2 separate regions of the Sus scrofa genome follow, and region 2 is linked to region 1. A link is a contact called in public Hi-C data. All regions are on one chromosome and are shown on one strand. Each heading gives the region's core, a stretch centred on a gene start, on an enhancer-like site or on the middle of the called end of the contact. The rest is flanking DNA. Distances are from core to core; before and after follow the strand shown. Region 1 holds the start of LOC100152306 (interferon alpha-inducible protein 27-like protein 2). Region 2 holds the start of LOC100621494 (alpha-1-antiproteinase-like).

Region 1 (2,689 bases), core at 64-2,563:
AGAGACAGGAGGGCCACGCAGGTGTCTGCCATGGGTAGGGCTGGACCCAGAGCCCAGCCATCACATGCCCTGGCTCCTTCCCTTCTTCTCTTTCCCAGGACCCCCTCACCCCTCCAACTCTCCCCGCAAATCTCGCTCTAGAGTCAGGAAGGAGGGCGCGGGGAGCCAGAGATCAGCGATGCTGAGGACCCCGCTGCTGGAAGGAGCAGACACCCTCCCTCAGACTTGGACTCTGACCCTTCACCCCCTCCCCCTGCCCCTCGTCCTGTTCAGACACTTACCCACGGACTGGAGAGTCGCCACCAGGCTGCCGGCTGCGACGCCGCCCCCGTTGGCGACGGCGGCCGCTGACATCATCTTGGCCGCTAAGGAGGAGGCCGCGATCCCTGCCCCGGTGAAGCCCAGGGCGCCCAGCACCACGGGCACAGCCCCCACGGCCAGGGCTGTAGGGGGAGAGGAGCTGGCTCGGGGCGTGGGCTCGGGAGTGAACCCCGGTTGGGAATTCGTTGACAGAGTCTAGGGACTCTGCTCCGAGCATCCTGAGACAGCCCCTTGGAGGGGCTCCCAAGGTAGAGAACAAAAGTGGGGGGGGGTGGACCCAGCTGCGGAAGTAGGTTAGAGGGGGGGCCGGTTGGGTCTCTAGCTCGCTGAGTGACAGTGGGGGAGTCATTACCCCTCCCTGGGCTTCAGGTGTGTGCGTGTGGGGGAGAAATCAACCACCCCCGATTTCGGCAGCAAACCCGGTTTCGAATGAAATCTCTACATGCCTATGACACCCGAGGGCCAGAGGAGCAGCTAGGTCGGGGGGTGCCGGAGGCCTTTTCGGGGGAGCACCGCTCTCTGCCCCCGAGGTTTCCCCCCCCGCCCCCCGCGGCTCTGGGAGCGGAGGGAGGCCAACGAGCCAGCACTCGCCACTCCGGCAGGGCCACCTCTCTAAGGTCTCCCACCCATCCCGGGGCCGGGGGCAGGTGCAGGCCTGGAGATCCAGCGAGATCACCTCCTCCGATGGCTGCTGCAGCTGCCCGTTCTTGAGAGACACAGAGAAAGAGGCACCGAGAGGGTGCGTGCGTTAGTCGGCTGAGAGAGCGAGGGAAAGAAGCGAGTCTTTGTTCCTTCTTGGGTTGGGGTCTAGCAGGCCCGCCCCCTCCCCCGACTTCCAGGCTGACGGGGAAGCAAGACTCACTCATCATGGGGACCCTCTTCTCGCCGCAGCTCAGCTCCGGAAATGACTATGGTCCAGGAGGTGATCTTATTTCCCCGACAACCAATGGGGACGCGGCCGGCCCCTCGCAGCGCCCGGCCCAAGGAAAACGCAGGGACCCAAGCGCAGTGTCCGCCCCCCGCCCCAGCCTCCCCACCCCTTCCCTCCTACTTGCCGTCTGCTCGCCAGCCCCCTACCCCCGTCCCGCCCACACTCGCCGGTCCCCCACCTTCACCCCACCCATCCATCTCCCCGCGCACGCCCGGCACCTGTCGGCCCCTGCCCACTGGTGGTACCCCACCCACCCCCACGGTGAGTTTCTCTCTCCTTAGTGTTCTGCCAGAGGGAAAAGAGCCCTAAAACGCCTGAAAACCATTGCAACTGGGCGGTGCTTCCAAGCTGTGGCATTTTCCCCCAAGACAGAAGAGTTGATCACTGCAAAAACGAAACAAAACAAAACAACAAAAAACCTAAACAAAACCTAAGGCGAGAAACATTTCATTTCACCTCCAGAGGGAGATGCTGATAGATTTGGGCGCATTTCCTTCCTGTTGTCTCCTTGGACCACCCCATCTCTGTCACTCGCTGAGTATGGCATGTCGCCTCTAAGCGCCACGCCCGCGGTACACCTGGCAAACGAATCATTTTGTTTAACTGCCATTTGCATTTCCCCAGGCTGCTTAATAGTCTTCAGGATTTTTTTTTAAGGTTAAATTTATGGAGACACAACTTACCCAGAGTAAAATTCAACTTTTTAGTGTCATGTCTGTGTGTTCGTGTTAGGGCAAGTGCGTGTTCCCCGCGCAGGGAGGCCAAACAAACTGAATCGTGGGAGCCTGGAGCAGAGAAAGGCCTGTTGCAGGCACGCAAGACTTGTGCCCCTAAAAGAGCCTGAACTCCCTGAACCAAACCTGTAAAACATCGTTAAAAGCCAGGTGGGGTGGGGGTGGGGGGTCACAGGGCAAGGGATCCACTCCTACACAGTTCTGATGGGTTGGTGGTGAGGTCACAGGGCCGGGTGGCAGGGGTTAACATTGTCAAGCCTGGGCACCAGTAGGTCTCACGCTCAAGGTCATCAAGAAGTTAATTTCTTCTGTTTGGTGATGGTTTTAGTGTCTGTAAAACAATTCAGGAAACATGCATCAGATCCTATTTATTATCTAGGTACTTCAGAGAGGAGTTACAACAGAAGATATGGGGGTGGGAGGGCTGCCCCAGGAAGGTCCCTAAGGGTCCTGCTCAGTTCCATTTGGACAGTTTTACGGTTGTGGAGATGCAGGCTCAGCTACAGGGCATTTTCATCACCCACCTCCCCACCCCCAGATTCCCCCACTCCTTTGCAGTCAGCCCCTTCCCAGCCCCATCCCCTGGCCACCTGCAGTCTGTTTTCTGTCCCTACATGTGCCTTTTTTCAGACTTTCAACAGGTTTCTTACTTGTCATCCAACATTCTTTCCTGGGGATAAACTATGATTCAATGTATCAGCCC
Region 2 (2,689 bases), core at 56-2,555, 230 kb after region 1:
CTACATAAAAACAAAAATGAAAAATGAAACCCAGCTAGTGCCCTGTGGGGCTCCTGGGCACACAGGCCTTTCTGTGTCCCCCATTTCTTGTTTTTAGGGAATCGGCTTCGGGCTCCATGACCTTCCCTGAGCCCCAAAGGGCAGCTGCTCATCAGGGAAGGGAGGGAACACAGAGACCAGGGAGGAGTCTCCAAGAAACAGCAGTGCAGCCTTGAGGCGGGGTCCTGGTTCCTCCTCAAGGAATGTACATAAAAATATGTTTGAGCCTTTCTGCAGAACTAGACCCCCCAGCAAGTGGAAGAACGATTTGAGGAAGAAGTCTTCATTCTGGGAAGAAGGAGGACCGCTGGAACCCGTCCCGGGGCCACTAACCACCAGCTTTGAGAGAGAATGCAAACTTGCATCTACCCCGATTCTTGTCTGCAGCCCCATTTCCCACTCCTGAGCTGTAAGAGCCCTCCCGTTCTCTCCAAAGGAGGGCACAGTCTTTAGGGCATTACCCCGTGGCGGCCTCTTTGCCAGGCAAGGCAATAAAGCTATTTTTCTCTCCTTCACCCAACTCTGTGTCTGTGTTTCTATTCGGCACTGGTGGACAGAGGCTGAGTTTGGGCAACAAAAACAAACAAGTTAAAAAGAAAGAGAGAGAGAGAGAGAGAGGATCCAGAAACAGAGGGGCAGGGGAGTGGGGGGCCCCCGAGGGGACTTGGCTCTGACTCCTGCAGGGAGAAGAGACCCAGGTGAAGACCCCCGAGGCCACAGGACCCTGTCCAAGCTTGGGGAGAGTGGAAGAAGGAGAAAATCAACCTGAAGCAGCCCAGCCCAGCAGCCGGTGTGCCCAGGGCCTCGTGGGCTGAGGGCCTGGAATGCGGAATAATCACTTCCCTACCGCCCGTGCTGAGCAGAACAGCAAAGACTCAACGGCGGCTTTCACATCCTGACCTGGCAGATCAGAGCCGAGTGTGTCTGTATCTCAGCTTCCGCCTCGGTCCAGTGGGCCAGCCTCACCCACCAGCGTCGGCTCCGCAGGGGCCTGAGGGAGAGCTACTCACTCGGCAGATGGAGGGAACTCACTTATTCCCCGGGGAGGCTCCCTGGTTGGACGCTCGCGGGCTGCTCCATACGGGGCCTTGCCTTGCCTACTTATAGGGCGGTCGCAGTCGCTGGGTCCCATGGGCCCAGGAAGAGCCTTCCCCACCCCCACCCTCTCCGGAGCCCAGCCAGCGGGTGTTGATACCATCTGAGGGCCTTGCTGTTCTTCCCTGAAGTGGCCCAGCCCAGCGGAACCAGGTGTGGGGCTTCAAGGCCCCTGCAAGGAGATTGAACTCGAAGCCTCTGGCCAAGACAAGAATTACCAGACCCAGGGGTGGGGGTGGGGTGCGAGGGATGGAGCCGGGGTTTGGAATTGGCATTATGCACTCTGGGGTATATGGAACGATTGATTGGCCAAAGGGCACCTGCTGTCTAGCACAGGGAACCCTACCCAGGATTCCGTGATAATCTCTGTGGGAAAAGAATCAGAGAGAATGGATGTGTGTCCATGCAGGACTGGGTCACTTTGCTGTACAGCAGAAATGATCACAGCCTTGTAAATTAACAATACTTCAATAAAGCTTAAAAAAAAAGAAATACCAAAAAAAAAAAAGAATTACCAGACTCTTGTCTTAGCCCCACCCATCTCATTGTAATGCCCCCTCCCCCACCTCGAGCAACCTGGCCTACTCTTTCCTGCCCCTACTAGGAAAGGCGAGTGGCCCACTCCTCACCCCACCCCTATGGGGGCCTTATCCTCCCCCCAAGCCACCAGTAAGTGTATCCTAAGACCCCTCCCCAACAAATCAGCAGGTCAGCCGGTATATCCTGAGACCACTCCTCTCCACGGGCTATAAAAACAGACACAACCACTCGCCCAAGGTCAGCTCTTGCTGATCATCTGAAAGTTGTCCTTCTGCTCCAGCAGCATCTCTTATCTCAATAAACTCTTGTTTCTTTTCCCCTCGCTGTGCTGGAAATTCTTCTCCTGACTCTTGAGCACAGACCGAGACACCAGGGGGTACAAGGCCCCTTGGGAGGGTGGGGTGATGGAAGCCCCATGGCCTTGCACGACCCAGGGTTCATCTCTCCTGGATACTCATCCTCCAGAGCTGCTGAGGGGGTGAATGAGTCCGGTAGGTCCAGAGCCTGGTACCACGCCTGATGTGTGGTGAATCACCAGTAAATGTCAGCTGCCTGACGGAACCGGCTTTATGACTGCCGTGGTCCCAGCCCTAGGAGACCACGTAGGAGGAGCTGGACTCTGTGTCCTTTGGGCTCCAAAGCCCCTTCTTCCAGGTGCAGAAGGGAGAAAACAGGCAATTGCCAGGTGCCAAGTCGCAGAGGTATCGCGTGAAAGAATGACACTGGGTCATCCTGATGCAGTTAGCATCTTACAGAATATTGGGACCTCAAGTGACTTAGGGCTCTCATTTTTATCATGGAGGGAGGCGATCACCCTAGTTCCTGGGATATGTGAGTGGTAGAGCCTGGGACAAGCTCAAGGGAGAGGGAAGCTAGCCCCCAAACCACTACTCTCAGAATCTGTAGTCTTGTTGTTGTTTGTTTGTTTGTTTTATTTTTTTGGCCACACCTGCGACGTATGGAAGTTTTCGGAATAGGGGTTGAATCAGAGCTATAGCTGCTGGCCTCCACCACA

Evidence for each region. Hi-C and Micro-C count contacts between places; a contact is called where the count stands out from the background.
Region 2: a contact with region 1 is called in a Hi-C map of fetal liver, with 1.6 times the contacts expected there. The contact joins the promoter of LOC100621494 here to the promoter of LOC100152306 in region 1. A contact is called at or near these places in 3 of 47 Hi-C or Micro-C datasets (embryonic fibroblasts, fetal liver and skeletal muscle).

What each region holds. Positions count from the first base shown.
Region 1 is chr7:115,369,548-115,372,236 of Sscrofa11.1, forward strand. It overlaps LOC100152306 (interferon alpha-inducible protein 27-like protein 2), which reads right to left and starts at 1,314. Exons shown (of 6, transcript XM_021099654.1): 1 at 1,184-1,314; 2 at 998-1,027; 3 at 282-443. The coding sequence starts at 1,190.
Region 2 is chr7:115,594,559-115,597,247 of Sscrofa11.1, forward strand. LOC100621494 (alpha-1-antiproteinase-like) reads right to left here and starts at 1,306. Exons shown (of 5, transcript XM_021099664.1): 1 at 1,050-1,306. The coding sequence starts at 1,237.